Linked DNA regions of Mus musculus: regions 1 and 2 are each linked to region 3. Evidence: chromatin contacts called from public HiChIP or PLAC-seq data. All regions are on one chromosome and are shown on one strand. Each heading gives the region's core, a stretch centred on a gene start, on an enhancer-like site or on the middle of the called end of the contact. The rest is flanking DNA. Distances are from core to core; before and after follow the strand shown. Region 1 overlaps Met (met proto-oncogene). Region 2 has its middle 21 kb from the start of Gm46953. Region 3 overlaps Gm4876 (predicted gene 4876).

Evidence for each region. HiChIP or PLAC-seq counts read pairs in DNA pulled down with a chosen protein or histone mark.
Region 1: a contact with region 3 is called in a CTCF HiChIP or PLAC-seq map of the NIH/3T3 cell line, with 5 read pairs. The contact joins two enhancer-like sites.
Region 2: a FOXA1 HiChIP or PLAC-seq map of pancreatic cancer cells shows a contact between it and region 3. The contact joins two enhancer-like sites. A contact is called at or near these places in 1 of 484 Hi-C or Micro-C datasets (muscle stem cells) and 1 of 115 datasets of contacts at active chromatin or transcription factors (pancreatic cancer cells).

What each region holds. Positions count from the first base shown.
Region 1 is chr6:17,484,589-17,488,495 of GRCm38.p6, forward strand. It overlaps Met (met proto-oncogene), which reads left to right. Exons shown (of 22, transcript NM_008591.2): 2 at 3,209-3,257. Among named protein-coding and RNA genes, the nearest start is that of Met, 23 kb to the left of the region's middle. Within about 2 kb of position 1,388, at least 26 of the 459 cell types and tissues checked have an H3K27ac peak or open chromatin away from gene starts, as enhancers often do. A contact at or near this core is called in the NIH/3T3 cell line, where this site is marked.
Region 2 is chr6:17,401,072-17,404,613 of GRCm38.p6, forward strand. No RefSeq gene overlaps it. Among named protein-coding and RNA genes, the nearest start is that of Gm46953, 21 kb to the left of the region's middle. Within about 2 kb of position 2,205, at least 12 of the 459 cell types and tissues checked have an H3K27ac peak or open chromatin away from gene starts, as enhancers often do. A contact at or near this core is called in pancreatic cancer cells, where this site is marked.
Region 3 is chr6:17,141,639-17,145,564 of GRCm38.p6, forward strand. The region is part of intron 1 of Gm4876 (predicted gene 4876); the gene reads right to left. Among named protein-coding and RNA genes, the nearest start is that of Gm4876, 28 kb to the right of the region's middle. Within about 2 kb of position 1,578, at least 108 of the 459 cell types and tissues checked have an H3K27ac peak or open chromatin away from gene starts, as enhancers often do. A contact at or near this core is called in the NIH/3T3 cell line and pancreatic cancer cells, where this site is marked.

The DNA.
Region 1 (3,907 bases), core at 138-2,637, 340 kb after region 3:
GAGCGTCCTCTTCCTGCAGTGAGAAGAGAGCATCATGATTGATGGGCAATCTCAGTAGATGGGGTAGTGAGGGATTTCGAAAGAGCTGCCAGAGGAAGAGACAATAGGAGCTGAGCGGATATAAATAACTGTTCACTTAAGTACTATGTCTTTTGAATACAACCTTTCCCCTAGAATTGCGACTAATTAAGCACAGTTCAAACAGGCATCGTGTGTTTTTACAAATTTATAAGTACTGAGGGGACCTTGATTCCATGTGCACCTTTGGCTAACATTTCATTCTCTTCCAACACACATGTCATCTGAAAAAATCAGAATAATAGTTGCCTTATGACTGTAATTAGGAAAAAAATTATATAGCTGAGGATATCTTGCAAACTAGAAGGTGCTTTCAACAGAGTAACATACCATGTGACTTCTAGGAAAAATCAGTCCCTAAAGCAAAGTTAATTGTGTCAAAGTTTATGAAGTTTTTCCTCCTTTAAAAAGATGTAATGTCCCATTACACCTGCTGAAAACTTCCCTGAGGAATCAGTCCTTAAATACAGCACTATGCTTTGGCTGCTGATAGAATTGCTGGCAAGCACAGACCCTGCTCAATAGAAACCTAGAGAATCCTCCACATTGCTAGACTTGGGGGCAATGCTGCGACCAAGTAGTTCACTAAGAAAACTAGAAACGGATAGGTAGTAGAGAAGAGTTGAATGGCAGGTTGGAAGGTTGGCCTGAGCCCAAATTCATAGTTAACAGGCAGTCTTTCATGAAGAGACTCCTAAATACCACAAACTTAATGACCAAGATGGCACAGGGGTGCTCATTCCCAGGAAATGTTTGTTCAGTGAGCGTATTCTTGCAACCAACTGCAGAGAAATAAGAAAATGTTTTATAGGTGATTTGGTTTCATCTGCTATGTGCACATTTCAAGGGAATGAATCAGTCAGTCTGTTTGAATCATCTTTGTACGTTTTATTTAGTCAAAAAATCAGTTAAATGACTCGCACTATTTCAAAAAGAAAAAAAAAAAAACGAAGAGAAGTAGAGAGCAAGACATTCTGTGTTGAAGTCTGATTCAGACCCATCACAGGATTCAATGGATGGAGGCAGAAATATATGGAAGTGAGAATATTTCTGAAGTCTCTACCATCATAAACATTCAAATTTTTGTCCTAGCCCGGTTTGGCATAGAGCTAGGGGAGAAAGTTGGAGTCGTGAGGTAAACACGATTCTCATATATTCAGGTTGATGGCCCCGGAGTGACGGGTAATTGTAGAAAAGCAGTCCCAGAGATCAGGATTGTCACAGTTGGAACATACATTGGAGTTGATTGGTTCACTTCAGGAATGCCAGTAAATATTTCATAACCATTCCAGGGTGGAAGGACAAAGCTCTAATGTGCAATATTTGCCAATCCCTGTGAAATAACACTCCCATCATGCTGACTTTTGGTTGTCAAGATAAGGTGGCTGAAATGTAAGTCGGGAAGAAACTCACAAGACAGGTGTAACTGAGCTAGTGCTAGGGGACTGACGCATGCTACTGGTTCAAAACTCACTCTACAATCGGGAAAGATGCCCAAGAAGTTAAGTGACTTACTTTGGGTCATACAACGTAGCTCCATTGCCACAAACTGAAACTAGCTTCTACTACTCGAGATTATGAATGCATTATGAGAAAAGCATCCTAATTGATTGCTAAGTCTACTTAACTCTATAGCCTGGCTACATTTCCCTTCTTTGAACTTCTCGCCTTGAGTTTAAGCTGCTGTGTGATTGTCTCTCCTTCCCATCACTCTGTATTCTCATTGATGGTTTGAAAGTAATTTAATCACCTTCAACTCTTCTCAGTCTCTGAAACATCATAGATACCCACCCATGTTTTCCGAGTCTAGGAAAGAACAGTGATCATACCTACCATGGGCCAGACACTATGCTAACATCTACTCCTCAAAGAATTCAAAGAGCCTCCCTCAGAAATGAGGTGGATCCCATAATACACCTGACCAGAGTATGTGTCTGTGCACTGGGCACCAGAGTCTGCCCGTGGCACTCGGCTCTCACCAACACACACCTCTGTGGGCAGGTCAAGTCTTAATTGCACAGAATGGTCTAGAAAATGGTGTGTATTAAGTGATTAATAGCATCCTTCCTCCCTGCTAGCTTACTTCTGATTTGCTGTCCCATCCAATGAGACAACAACAACAACAACAAAAATCTCATTCATACATTTGCTGGATTTTAGTTTGTTAAGCATCAGCACGGTACGTGACATACATATAAACCTTAGAACATGTTTCTTATTTTAAAAACATAGGTAACTCGTCAGAATGTAAAAACAAAATAAAGATTATTCTGAAGCTTCTTTCACAAGAGAAAACCTAAAAGCCATGCACACTCAATACTGCACTACTGGGTCAGCTTGGATGCAAATGAGTTATAAGATTGCTTGGCCTTCCCTTAGGGAGTCAGCATTCATTTATTTACCTTCAGTTTTTTGGAGAAAAATATAAAGATTGTGTTCTCATTCCTGGAAGATATACTGATGTGTGTCGTGTTAAGAAACAATTTTTCATAAAATGTACTCTGGACTGATATGACAATTTGTCTCCTATCCTTATTTTTTATTCCCTCTTGTTTCCCTCACCAGCATCAAAAAAAAAAAAAATTCTAGTATATTTCTGAACAATGAGAAGTACACTTAAAAATAGCAAGTTCAGCTCCAGTCGCCATATATACTCTAAGATGGTCATGTATCTTCGAACTGTCCGCTCTTTTTTTATACTTAAAAACAATAAGGGGGAGTGGGTGTGTAGGGGAGTGGGGGTGGGTGGGTATGGGGGACTTTTGGTATAGCATTGGAAATGTAAATGAGCTAAATACCTAATAAAAAATGGAAAAAAAAAACAATCCCATGAGAATATTGAGCTGTGGGTGCAGAGGTGAATGAATGACCTTAAGTCACATGGCTAGACAGGGAAGGGCTGGGATTGGAGCTCTGATGGGGAAACCTGCTCCGGCAGTGATCTCTCTCTCTCTCTCTCTCTCTCTCTCTCTCTCTCTCTCTCTCTCTCTCTCTCTCTCTCGGTGTTAATGAAGCATCTGGGCATGGGCGACTGTCGGCTAGGCATGGATTGAGTCTTGGTTCACACTGGGTGACTTCTGTCAAGCACCCTCATCCAGAAGAGGATACTAATCAACTTCCTTCTTCACAGGATGGCTGTGGAGAGAAAGCTGACGGTGTAGCAGAACGCTTGGCATGTGGTAAGCACGCAGTGCACATTTTTGTTGTTTTTACTATTATATGGCTTATACCTCTTCCAGTAATTTAGCCTATTGAAGCTTTCCTTTGCTCTCTGGTATTAGTGTGGCTTTCTGGCTTCGTTACACATCCCCTGAAATCCTATATCCTCACTCAGATACCTCTACATGGATCCCAAAGACCACCATGTCCTCAACTGTCTGTGCTAGGTTTCTTCTCTTTCATGCACGCGAAGCGGTAGCCACGACAGGTTGAATGTATCTTATCTTAAAGGTAAGACATCTTAGCTTAATGCTGTTCTTTTGAATTTCTTGCTGGCCTCAGTTTGCATGCTCTTCTTTGGTTATTTTTGAACCTCTTCCTCCAGCTGAAATCCCTAACCCCTCCTTTATATCCATTACTTGAAACACATGTTCATGTACTCTGACTTACTTGTAGAACATGGACTTTCTATGTTCTGAATCCTCACTGCTCTTGTATTGTCCTGTGACCTCTCATCTCTGGCTCTACATGGACCTCTATAGGAACCTTGTGACCAGTCTTCTGCTCCTGGAATCTTGGAAATACTCGTTTGGAGTATTGCATCATCAGCCTTATCACTCACTTGTGCCTGTCACCCCACCTCTCAGGCTCTACTACTTGCCACCATCCT
Region 2 (3,542 bases), core at 955-3,454, 260 kb after region 3:
CGTGATGCATATGGCTATGGATTTTGGTACACTAACTTGAGTGTAGAAGTAATACCTAATTATTTTTCAACTACTAATTTAAATAGAACTCTGAATGGAAAATCTCATTTTCAATTATTATAGACTTTGCTCTCATTTGCACTTCAGGATTCCAAGAGCTCCCAAAATCTTAAATGCAATCCCTTGGAGGTAGAGGCACGACTAGCTCTTCCTAAGCATAGCAACTCACTAAGGTTGGACCTAGAAGCATCTATGTGTCCAGCCATGTGTGGGCATATTGCCCCATTCCCATCTTCACCTGTGCCAGTATGCTGACACATCACAAGGGGACGGAGTATACATCTACAGTCAACTGACACACTCACGTTCCGTCTCAGCCTAGAGACTCTCCTGCCTCCCTCCTATTCCCTTAACAAGCCAAGTTGCCTTCCAAATAAAATTAGGCTCATCTGGCAACAGGACTTCAGACGTAACAATCTAAAACACCCTCTGGAAAAGAAATGTACATTTCTGGCCACTCTTAGGAAGTGAGGAAGCAGATAGAGAAAAATGCAGGGAGAACAAAACGGATACTACTTGCTATCTTACACACGGCTGGAATCTTTAGCCTGGTAAAAATCTTCAACTGTTTATTTTCCGACCAAACATACTGAATCGGAATTGAATTTTCCTAAACTCCTTTTGTATTTTCCACCAATCTTGTAAAGCCCTCCCTCAAGTAACTAGGCTTCAGAGACATGATCTCTGAGACTTTGGATGCTTCATTGCTTCCTGCAATTCCAAAGAGATAAGCGCAGGTCTGGCCGTCTGATTTGACAAGCCAAGACAGGCAAGCAGTAGAGAAAGTGAGCTCTAGGGTAAAATGACCACTGTGCTCCAGGGACACCTAAGAACTTGCCATCCCTGGTGTCACCTTCACCTCTTTAACATTGTACTTTTTACTAAGTGTTCCACCTTGAAAACAAACGAATCTTTCAAAACTCAGTTCAGGTGACTACTATGCCAAGAAACCTTCAAGCACATCCTATAGTCGACCACCATCTCTCTCCAGCCACCCATGCTGCAGCCATTGCACCTATGATATTTTTCCTTACTTTTCTGCTTTCCTCTTTTGGATTATAAATTCCTCGAGAGCACAGTGACACCAGCTCCTGTCTCTTTCTCTAGAGCTAGGAACCACAGATTGCTCTTGGATCTCTTCATAATTGTTGGAATGATTTGATGAGTACCTTCGAGTGGCTACAAATAACAGTGAATGACTTCTTGTTGCTTGCAGTGCCAGAACTCGATCATCAGGTGTTCTTCCACTCTCCTAGGATTGCACTGAACTCTTCTGCAGCTATGCAGAAGGACCACTTAATTGCTTCGCAGTTTAATTGCTACTGATAACACCTGCTGGGACATGCTCTCTGGAGCCTTCTGAGCATAGAAAAAGAAAGGGAATTCTCACTCTCCTTTAAGAGACTCTGCTTCTCTGATGACCAACAGGTGAAGTTCTTGAATACCTACAGATTTAAGCTTCCAGATTTTGAATGGATGAGCTTTTAAAATGGAGGGGTATTTTTCCTTATAAAATGAGATGTTGATATTAGTATGGTTCTTATGTATTTTGGCAGTCTCATAAGGTGCCATCTGGATTGGGAAAATAAGTTAAGGGCCAAAAAAAATATATAGCTCACAATTCATAAAATGTTAGTGTAGAAAATATAAGTTACATTAAAAGAAGAGTAAAAACAACTACAACTGTTAAGTCAACTCAGCATGTGGCAAGAATATCGTAAAAGATTCAATGCTTGGTTATCAAAAAGTGGGGTTATTCAAGGGTACCCCATCTTGCATGTAGTATATTTTTTGCTTTTATTATGCAAACTGTTTCCATACTTTTGCTAAACAACAATCCAGCCAGGTTCAAAACTAGGCTCTACCACTTTCTGGCTGTGCAATTTCAGTAAATTACTTTACACCATCCCCAACCCACTGCCTCAACTTAATTATCTGTAAAATAGAAGCCATATCCTTAGCAGAGGACCTACTACTGTTATTCTGGTATGTGGACATAGCATTAAAATGATGTTGTCACAACAGCGCTTACATCGTAGGGCTTAGACTGCAGTTCCAATGCTTAGAGCTGTTCATTGAATGTGAAGTATGGAGTGAGTTGCTGTGACTACTGCTATTATCAGTGTTATCAATAATGTAATCAGAAACTATGTGGCAACTGGTTAAGTATGCACTGTGACTAAGCAATTGTCAGCAGCTCTCGCCGATCCTCTGCAGCCAGACAAAGAAGCTGGACAAAATGTTAGCTGAGGGGGAGGGAAGAGGACAAAGGGAGGGTCTCACCTTTTTCTTTGAAAGATTTAATATTAGCGCTAGGAATTCAGTGTCCTGTCAAGTACTTTGTCCCTCACAAAAGCCCAAGGAAGAAAGGATAGAAATGTAAAAACCACAATTCAGGGAGTAAAGATGGAGCAGTCCTGAGAGAGTCCACCTTAGTCAAAAACACTTCCATCAGAGCTCAGTAGGTCACCAAAAGCTGAAAAGGAATAGGAAGGCTCTGGTGACTTTAGGACTAACAAGATCTTCCCTGATGCTCCATTTCCTGCTGCGCTTACACGTGGCAGGAAGTCTCTATTCACTGGACATGACTGATCCATGGCTGGCAGTCACTCCACACTGTCTTTGCTTAGGCTTCTTTTCTCAGCATTTTGAGTTTCTCCCTTCCAGACTTAATGATTCCTCCTCTTCTGCATGCTTATTTTATATACTCTCCCTGAAAAGGCCTTAATAACCTCTTAATGGGTAGTCACTTTACAGAACCTCATTAAAATGATATTGCAAGATCCTTACAAATGCTTTCAAAGAAAGGCAGAGAAGGCAGATGCATAAAACCATGGTGGACTCTCAAAGTTGAATTTTACTAGATCAGCAAGGTTTAGACATATCTAGGGGCAAACTCTTACTCCTGTTCTGAACGTTATCATGAAAGATTCTTGCCCTCTGGCCGTCTAGATTTTTTAAGCCAGAAGTGCCACTGAAACAGTGAAGGCCCATGAAGGTATAGCAAAGTCCTTCTGGTGAAGAGAATGAAGTCCCTGGCCTGGGTGGAAACTTGACATGCGCAGTTGGACTAGTCAATCACCTGGCCAAGGGATCACTCCTAATGTAGGACCACCACTAGGAAGGCAGGCTCATGGGAAGCAATGCTGTGGACCTAGGCAGTATAATAACCCTGTAAAAAGTGAGATAGTGTGTGTTCACTTCTCAGGCATCCCACCTCAGTCTCTTAGAGAGAGCAGACCTGATGCTTTATGTGAATGTCCATGAAATTTTCTAAAAGAGCATAACTTTTTTCCTTTTCTCCTTTCCTTTTTTTTTTTTTTTTCCGAAGCATGCATTCACTAATGCCTTGGGCTTCATTCTTTCTCTAAAGCTCTCCTCCTCACTATGTGGCTGACATCCTTGGACAGTTTAACTCAAATGACATGGCCTCTTTTCCTTCTCCTTTCAGACTCCTCTTCTGATATAGTATATGATATAGC
Region 3 (3,926 bases), core at 328-2,827:
CTTTTATGGGTAACTCATAAATTAGCATCATCCTCCCTGAGGATGAAGAGGGGCTCCAGTGAGCTCAGCAGAGCATGGAAGCGGGGTTTATTTTGGCAGAAAAGGCTGAAGTAAACAACCAGGAATGATTGCTTTCCTTTTAAAGTCGGAAAAGAGGGGAGTGTCCTATACTGTGGTTGACTGGGATCTTCTTCTTGGATGCTAGAAAGCCCTGAGGTTGCTTATTTGTTTTAAAGATTAGTTTTCTTCCAACTTTGCTTTGTTTATCTATCAGGAATAACTCTATTACAGTGTAGTCTGATCATCTCGGTCTAGTGTAGGAACTTAATCTAAATCAGTGGTCACCAATACATGCCATGCAATATCACTCTACGGTAAGAGTACTCACTGGTGGTTTGATAGTGTTGTGTCCAATATTGTCCATATTTTCACAGTACATTATCCTGTTTCTTTTTATGAGAGACTTTACTTTCAAGGTAAATTTCTTTTGGGAAGACATCTACCTAAGTGCCACACATGCAACTGACCCCAGGTAACATCTACGGTAGAACCACTTGGCAAGAGGGTTTGAAGAAGAGGTATAATCAGTTCAGCTCCACCCATGGAGCAAACGCCTCAAGTGGGAGAAAAATGCTGTGGATTTGTTCTAGAGATTTCAAAATAAAAGGCACCAATTCAAAAGATATCAACCCAAGGGGTGACAGGAGTCTCCTTACATGTTTCTCTACATTGTGGGTTGTACCTCTATTTGATCTTTTCAGGACATTGTACATATCTCTAATGATAAAAATTTTATGTGTGTATGTGCACACGTGCACTTGTCTCTCTGTGTGTATATAAATAAGAAAGACAATCTTGTAACTAATCTAGCAAAACATACTTAAAATTTAACATTTGATCTTCATCCAATGATATCTTTTTTATACCCATTGGTTAACTGACAATCAGAAGGAGGGAATCCATTGTAAAGTGAATCCTTTGCTTTCAGCAGATTCTCTTTGCTCTATTGTCATCAGAGCTGTCATCTTATTCAAAGTCCTCAGACTCCCTGGTTGTCAGCCTTCACATGTGTCTTTGAAATGGCTTCAGTAACCATCTCTAAGCTATTCCATTGTCTCCCCTAATTTGCATCAGTCTGATTCATTCATTCCTTAGCTGGGTTATAGGGTAGCTTTTCCCCTGTCGTACCCATGCTGTTAAGCTGCCTCTCACTCACTATTATCACAGTAGGATTCAAAATGCTCATTTGGTAAAGGCCTGTTGCTCTTGAAGGAAGACAGAACATTTAACAAATGAGCACAGAGAGCATTTGAGAGTAGCTTTTAAAATAAGATCTGAAATCCATTTTGCCTATATTAAAATAGTTTTCTTGGAGGATGAAAAAGCCTGTTGGCAATCAGAGGCTTGTGTGACATTCAAGTCTACCCAGAGGAAGCGGCCAAGTAGAGAGGCTCACTGCTTTACAGATTTGCATTGTTCTGCTAACTTTCCTGCGCCAAAACCACTCAGTTGCTCCCTTTCACCAACCTCTAAGGTCACAAGACAGACAGTTCTTTCTTGATTACTCAAACAAATACACGTCTGATTCAGAGGAGGGAAAAGAGTTGCCAAACTCAATGCTTAGGAAGGGCAAGGCTGCCTTTGCTTTATAAGCCAGCCTGATGAATCACCACATCCATGACTAATTGTGGTGTTAAAATGTGCCCAGGAATATTGCCTGGTTTTTATAAAGGGAAATTCTAAAGGAGACCCAGAGAAACAAGAAAGAGAAAACGACACTTGTGCACGAATGTGCGTATGGCACAATCATTCCAAAAAACTTAGTAAGTCTCTTGCTCTGCAACAGGCAATCAAATCCTAGAAAATGTGAGACTGGCGTGGATATCAGCATGGCTTTCTTCACAGCAGTTAAGTTTGTGAGCTCAGAAAAGATTTCCCAAATGTTTCCTAGATCTCAGAAGGTTAAACTCAGACATGAAGACAGACTGGTAAAAAAAGACTGATGCTTATATGCATAAAACATATGTGTTTATGTAAATATATGACTATATAGAATATAAATGTAAATATTATGTACATAAGTATGCACATGCATGTTTAAATAGTTACAATGTATATGCAGTGGGTACACTTATATAAAAATCTATTCTTTCTTTGTATCATTACACAGTTATATTATTATTCTTAGTAATATACACATGGTTCTCTCATTGTTCTGAGACAAGTTCTCTTACTTCTTGAGACCCTCTTCTCATAGTGTTCCGCGTGCTGAGAGTGCAGCCATTCTGCCCAGCAAGAAAAACAGTATTCTTTCAGTTAATTATGTTGTCTGTTCTGAAAGACCACACACAAAGGGAAAATTGCAGGACAGGGCAACACAGTCAGTGATGGAATCTACTGAGAGAACTAGGGAGGACGTCTTGGAAGGACGAAAGAGAAAAACTGGAGGGCAAGATCTGAGCAAGTGAGAAATGAGCTGATCCATCTTCTAGGACTTGGAGCAGTGACGTTTTGTGGCAGAGAAAAAGTTGGAGCAGTGAGGGTTAGGAATCTCAGATAGAGTAAACCAGACAGCTAGAAGAGCCTTGCCTCCATGATGAACATGATGACCTACTGTGAAAACATTAGCAAATAGAATCTAACAATAAAGAGAAAGAATAATACATCACGAATAGATGCAGTACATCTAAATGCAGAAAATCTATAAAAAAATCAATGTAAGAACGGCTTTAAGAAAAATGATACAAATAAACAAAATTAAAAGATAAAAATCAATGCAATCATTCATATTTTAAAAACACTATTGTATGGGCACAGAAAAAACATTGGCTAAATCCTGCATCTCTTCATGGTAGAAAGCACCCATTCTGGCAATCTAGGACAGATGTAAACTTCCTTAATCTGGTCAAGGATTCTCTTTACAACAAACAGTAGAGAAGTCGGTTGGTCACCCTACTTAGTGAAATGCTATGCCCTGGGATCAGGAACTCAACAAGGATATCTGGAGCACCATTGTAGGTTGGACAGGGAGTAAAAAAGAAAACCAGCAGGTAAACAAACACCAAACAAGGATGTTGCTTGCTGATCCTTATGCTCTCCAAGTAAGGAACACGCAAAAGGATCTATAAGGACCCACAAGCATCCTAACAGATAATGAATGACTCAGGCAAACTTTCATTGTGTGTGTGCCAGCCCTAGTTTTAAATTCTGGTGCTTTGTGATGAAAAACTAGAAGTTTAAAGTTTAAAATAGCTCAATTTAGAATTAAATGAGCTAACCATATAATTTCTTTAGGTAGGAAACTAACACAAAATGAATGTATGAGAAAAGAGAAAATAAAAAACATTAAAGAGGGGTAAACTCAAGAAAATATGAATATAAAACATTTATAGAAATTTAAGATAATGTGCAAGAAAAAAACCACTGGCTTGAGGAAATGGCTCAGGCTGTAAAAGTCTTCTCACACAAGGACAAAAGCTTGAGTTCTGTCCCAGAAACCACATTAAAAAGCCAGACATAACTCCACACTTGTGATCTCAGCCCTGGGGAGGTGGAGACATTCAGATCCTCAGGGCTCGTTGATTGTCTCTAAGCCAACCAGTGGGATACTTTCTCTGAAAAACTAGAGTGGGTGTTTCCTAAGGAACAATACCCAAGATTAATGTCTAACCTCTACATGCACACAGGAACACATACACTTGCAGCCCATACCTGCATATGAACTTGTGTGAGCACAAAGAAAGATGTGTCAGCAGTCTCTGGATATTGTTCAATGGTGGGAGAGTATGGCATGTTAACTGGCGTTGAGGTCCTAGGTTTGATTCCTGGCACTGAACAACAACAAGGATGATAATTATTGATAAAAATACAGAACACAAAAGAAAAGTGAATATGTAGTTAACCCTAAAGTGGTCAATTTGTCTGTT